Regions from separate parts of the Zea mays genome. Here region 1 is linked to region 2. A link is a contact called in public Hi-C data. All regions are on one chromosome and are shown on one strand. Each heading gives the region's core, a stretch centred on a gene start, on an enhancer-like site or on the middle of the called end of the contact. The rest is flanking DNA. Distances are from core to core; before and after follow the strand shown.

Region 1 (2,758 bases), core at 204-2,703, 190 kb after region 2:
CCCACCTGTTGGGGCCTACTGATCATGTGTGTGCCTCCCTTAGGCTATAAAAGGGAGGGCACACACGCTATAATGGGGGACGAGCTCGAAGATAGACACTTGAACTCTTAGGGAGACATCTTCATCCAGACCCAAGCTTTCTCAAGCTCTCAGCAATATGACTCAGTGGAGTAAGATATTACGCTCTGGTGGCCCGAACCACTCTAAATCCTTGTGTGTTCTTGTGTCCGTTCATCTCATCAGGCAAACTCTTGGTTGACCCCTATTCTTAGGAGTTAGGATTAGGTTGGTGCATTCCGCCACCCGGCTGTAGTTTACTCTCCGATACATAGTACCTTTATGGTATAGGGTTACTACATTGTCCAAATATCTCATACATAGAACCAAAATTAATAGCTTAAAATATATTTTGATAAAAATTACTAAATAAAAATTAAATACTGCATAATTACTCACTAACTAGTACAAAAGTACTCACTACATAAAGATTAAGTAAATAAGTTTTACATAATAAACTAACTACAAAATCCCTAACTACCTAAGCGTGTAACATATGAGTTACTAATTAACTAACTAACTCATATAAATATGTTACTAATTAAGTTAATAACTAAAGTATTTATCAATAAAAACTCACCTTCATCGGACAGAGGTGGTGTAAGGGCCAAAGCGGTGGGCAAGGATCGACGTCAAGGCCCGAGCAGCGGGCAGGGTGGGTCTAGAACCTAGAGTGATGCTAAAACTGGAGCTACAAGCAGGGAGGTGTCAGTGAGGCCAAGGCTGGGGAAGACGTTGGGTGGGGTCGAAGATGTGCGGCACCGGGGAAGGTCAGGGATGGGAGACGTCTAGCAAGGTTGGTCGGCACCAGGGAATGTGTTGGGTAGGGTCGAGGATGGGCTACGCTAGATGGGGTTAGGGCTAGGCGCTAGGTGGGATCATGGTAAGGGGTGGTGCTGGACGGGGTGGAAGCGAGGGTGCCACCGTTTCTTGTGGCTGACGACGGATAGAGGACATAAAGCATGTAGTGTGGTTGCATGACGGTGAGAGGCGAAAAAGAAATGAGAAACAAGAGAGCAGAGGAGAACCGAGCAATATAGGAGACCTCGACGCCATCGATCTATGGCTCCAAGGTCCCACCATGTCATCGTCCACACTAACGACTGGTGTGACACCTTGGCGTCATGACCTATGGCGTTGAGACAAGTAATCTTAGCATCATAGACCATGGCACCTACTTTTGGCCTAAATATGGTATTAGTTCCTCTGGATGTCCAAACATGGATTTAAAAAAATTGTAAAAATACAAAAAAAAACTGGCAGCATGGTGTACAAGAGTACTTTGTATTTAGATCTAACTTATACTCCTTTCGATACACGTACTGAAGAGTATATAAGTACTACTAGTGGTATATGGCCAATTGTGTCGTGTTTAATGGGCCAGCACAAGGCTCAGTCATTTTGGCTTAGCTCAGGCACAGCACAAGGCTCAGTCATTTTGGCTTAGCTCAGGCACAGCACAGCTTGGTCCAAATCGTTCTCGGACCGACATAGGGGTGTTTGGTTAGAGGGACTAAACATTAGTCTCTAGTTTTTAGTCTCATTTAGTCTCTTTTTTGTCAAACACTAGGACTAAAATATGGACTAAAATGATTTAGTCTTTAGTCTTTCATATAGGTGCTAAAAAAGACTAAAAGTCCATAATTATCATGTTGCCCTTACCTTTTTGTATAGATAACTAATATTATGAGTATATTCTAAGGGCATTTGAGTCTTTAAACAATGTATTTAATGATTTTAGAATCTATTTAGTCTCTAGAACTAAACATGTAGGGACTAAAGTTTAGTCCTAAGACTAAAGTTTAGTCCTAGCACTAATTGAAACCAAACATGGCCATAGTATATAAGTCATTCTATGCTTGGACCGACTCCTAGACATGGTCAGGTCGGCTCAGGGCGATTAATTTTTTTATTTTTATCTATAGGATTTCATTGGAATTTGGGTTCGGATGTGTAAACAAACACTAATTAGTTGCTCGTACAGTTTCTATATATGATATACAGTTTCTTTAACACAATTCAACATGAGCTGAGCTGCAATGGTTAGAGACCAGACCATGATTCAAATCTCCAAGCTAGCAACAATTTTTATATATTTCACTGGCGCAGAGACGCTACACGTGGGCAGAGACATGACTAGGGCTGGAAACGAGCCGAGCCCGGCTCGGTGCGGCTCGGTGTCTGAACGAGCTCGGCTCAGCTCGTCCATTTCACGAGCTGGCAAAAGAGGTTCGGCTCGGCTCGACTTTGGCTCGCGAGTCATATTCTGGTACTTACCGTTGCATTATTTGATGAATTAACATTATATAAATTTAAATTATAGAATTATCATTCTATATTATGAGTAAATTAAATTATAACTTGTAATATATCTATCATCAAAGACTAAAAAATGAGCTATTATCCATAAAATTATCTAATATTCATTATTATTCTATAAATTGATCATTTTTGTGAGGCTCGCGAGCTGGAACGAGCCGGCTCGGCTCGGCTCACTGCAAAAACAAGCTTGAAGAAGAGGCTCGGCTCGGCTCGCGAGCCGTCCCGAGCCGAGCTGCTCCGAGCTTGAGACGGCTCGCGAGCCTCGAGCTAATTTTCCGGCCCTAGACATGACGCATGACAAAACTCCTGCTTTATATTAAAAAAAAGGATGGAATAATTATCACTAGTTGCTCACATACCATGCTGCTTAAACATTTCT
Region 2 (2,700 bases), core at 193-2,692:
AGACAGACTCGACCCCAGCTTCGGAGGAGCCCCCACGTCGCCCGGCCTCGGGCGCGGGCCCGCCACGTCAACAGGGAGCGCCATCATCACCCTACCCCGAGCCGACTCGGGCCGCAGAGAACAAGACCGGTGTCCCATCTGGCTAGCTCCGCCAGATAGGCAATGATGGCGCCCCGCGTGCCCTGTGACGACTGCGGCTCTCAGCTCCCTTACGGAAGCAGGGGGACGTCAGCAAAGACTCGTCCGCTCCGACAGCTGTCCCCCCGCCAAGCTCCGTTGCTCCTCCGACAGCCACGACATCACACCAGCAGGGTGCCAAGGTCTCTCCGGCTGCCACATTGGCATGTACTCAGGGCGCTAGCTCTCCCTCCGCTAGACGCGTAGCACTCTGCTACACCCCCATTGTACACCTGGATCCTCTCCTTACGACTATAAAAGGAAGGACTAGGGCCTTCTTAGAGAAGGTTGGCCGCGCGGGACGAGGATGGGACATGCGCTCTCTTGGGGCCGCTCGCTTCCCTCACCCGCGTGGACGCTTGTAACCCCCTACTGCAAGCGCACCCGACCTGGGCGCGGGACGAACACGAAGGCCGCGGGATTTCCACCTCTCTTCACGCCCGTCTCCGGCCACCTCGCTCTCCCCCCTTCGCGCTCGCCCACGCGCTCGACCCATCTGGGCTGGAGCACGCGACACACTCACTCGTCAGCTCAGGGACCCTCCGGTCTCGAAACGCCGACAAAACCTAAGTCCCATGCCTCTCTCGTTCTCTCGTGATCTCCTCGAGACCTCGACTCGTCCCAGCGGCGGCTCGCTCCCAATCCCAAGTCCCCAAGATGCTGGAACCCAAGTCCCGGCGGCGGTTCTGTACTGGCTTGCTGCTGGCTTGCTCCTCGACGTGGTTGCTGGCTTGCTGCCTTGCTGGCTGGCTTGCTGCTTGCTCCACGACGGTGGTTTGTTGCTGGCTGGCTGCAGGCCTGCTGCTGGCCGGTTGGGGGCAGAGCGCCACCGCGCCAGAGACCGAGGGGCACGGCTGGGTCGCTGGAGTCAGAGGGGCAATGTTGGGGGATGAGCTCGCCTGGCGCGCTGTCGCCGTCTGCCGCACTGCACGGCTGGCCAAGTGGCCGGTGGCCGGCGCCCGACGGCTGTGCAACTGGCCTGATTATTATTTTTGGGCTGTATTTTGTATTTCGGGCTTTATTATGTTATTCGGGCTTTTTTATTTTCGGGCCGCCCGAATAGAGCCTGGCACGTTTAGGTAATAACGTGCCGGGCCACGGGCCGAAGGCTCAGCCCGTGTGCCGGCCCGGCACGGCACGAAATTAATATTAGGCTGGGCCGGCTCGAAATTAAACGTGTCGGGCTTTTTCGGGCTTGGGCCGGGCCGGACCGGGCGGCCCGAATGTACACCTATATCTGGTCGGTAGGCCACATTTCATAGGGGGCGGGAAGCTCCAGGCCCCCGCGTCGCTCACGCCTCGAGGCGACTTGGGAGGCACTCCTTCGCCATCGCCCTCAGGCTCGCTCGCTCACGCTTTCGCTGCCCAGCCGTCGCTCGAGCGTGACGCCGGTGGTCAGGCGGAGTTTGAGATCGCACGGTAGAGAAACTCCCTCGTGGGACTAAAACTCACTACTTACACACTCCCATCGTGCGCGAGTAACATTTGAGATTTTATTCTAAATTTTATTATAGGTAGATGTGGCGAACTCAATAAACTCCAAGAGATTCTAGTACATCTTGATAATATTATATATGGATGGCAACCTCAAGTGTTGCATTGTAAGCCTAAAATTATTATTTAACTTGGCAAAAATGGGTCATGTAGCGCGCATGTGATGTGACCATAGATGCACTCATCCGATAAATATGTACATGTTTTTTTTCAACATGCTAGACTAAACTGATACAATTGTAAAAAAATTAAGCAATTTTCATTTAACCCAGTCTTCGCTCCCAAGTCTCCATCATCAGTATATGTACAAGCAGCAGTGTGAAAACTACTTATATATTTATCATAGAAGAGCATCTACATGAAGCTGCATTGTCTTACACCAATATATAGAGGGAGTGAGGGAGGCATAATGATGATACATGCCATGCATGTGCATATAGATGTAGTATTCAGTGTATATATGTCGTGTGTAATAGGAAAGAAAAACATCCTAAAAGGCAAAATAGGTCTAGCCACTGAAGTGTGATAACCTAAAAGGCAAAATAGGTCTATACATGAGATGATGGATTTCCAAACAACAAAAACAGAGCACTAACTGTGCGACCTTCATATAGAGTGATTAATTTTTGAAGGCACTATTCCTGTTCACATCCCGATAGTTTAGATTTTGAAGGGTTTACATATAGTGCATTTTTTCTTTATCAAGCATAAAAAAATTGAGCTACATAAAGACAATCTGAGTAATTAAAGGAAATATAGAATTAGTCGACTAGAGGGGGTTAATGGAGGCAATAAAAATTCTTTACACAAGGACAATCCTGGCTTGCTTCCTAAATCTTCTTGTAATCCTCCAAAACACCAAAATTCACAAATAAGATGCTCATGAGATATTCATGGTGATGATCGAAAAACACTTAGAATGACCAAAAATATGTTGACAAGGAACACTCTCCAAAATACACAACTTCAGCTCTTTACTTCAACAAAAAAAACAAAAACACCACAACCAACTAGTGATTATATGATTTG

The links. Hi-C and Micro-C count contacts between places; a contact is called where the count stands out from the background.
Region 1: a contact with region 2 is called in a Hi-C map of ear, with 2.6 times the contacts expected there. The contact joins two enhancer-like sites. A contact is called at or near these places in 2 of 25 Hi-C or Micro-C datasets (ear and tassel).

What each region holds. Positions count from the first base shown.
Region 1 is chr7:18,646,153-18,648,910 of Zm-B73-REFERENCE-NAM-5.0, forward strand. LOC541682 ((S)-adenosyl-L-methionine:delta 24-sterol methyltransferase) reads right to left here. Exons shown (of 14, transcript NM_001112601.2): 14 at 2,676-2,758. Among protein-coding and RNA genes, the nearest start is that of LOC541682, 9.5 kb to the right of the region's middle. Within about 2 kb of position 1,454, at least 17 of the 20 cell types and tissues checked have an H3K27ac peak or open chromatin away from gene starts, as enhancers often do. A contact at or near this core is called in ear and tassel, where this site is marked.
Region 2 is chr7:18,455,304-18,458,003 of Zm-B73-REFERENCE-NAM-5.0, forward strand. No RefSeq gene overlaps it. Among protein-coding and RNA genes, the nearest start is that of LOC109940991, 68 kb to the right of the region's middle. Within about 2 kb of position 1,443, at least 14 of the 20 cell types and tissues checked have an H3K27ac peak or open chromatin away from gene starts, as enhancers often do. A contact at or near this core is called in ear and tassel, where this site is marked.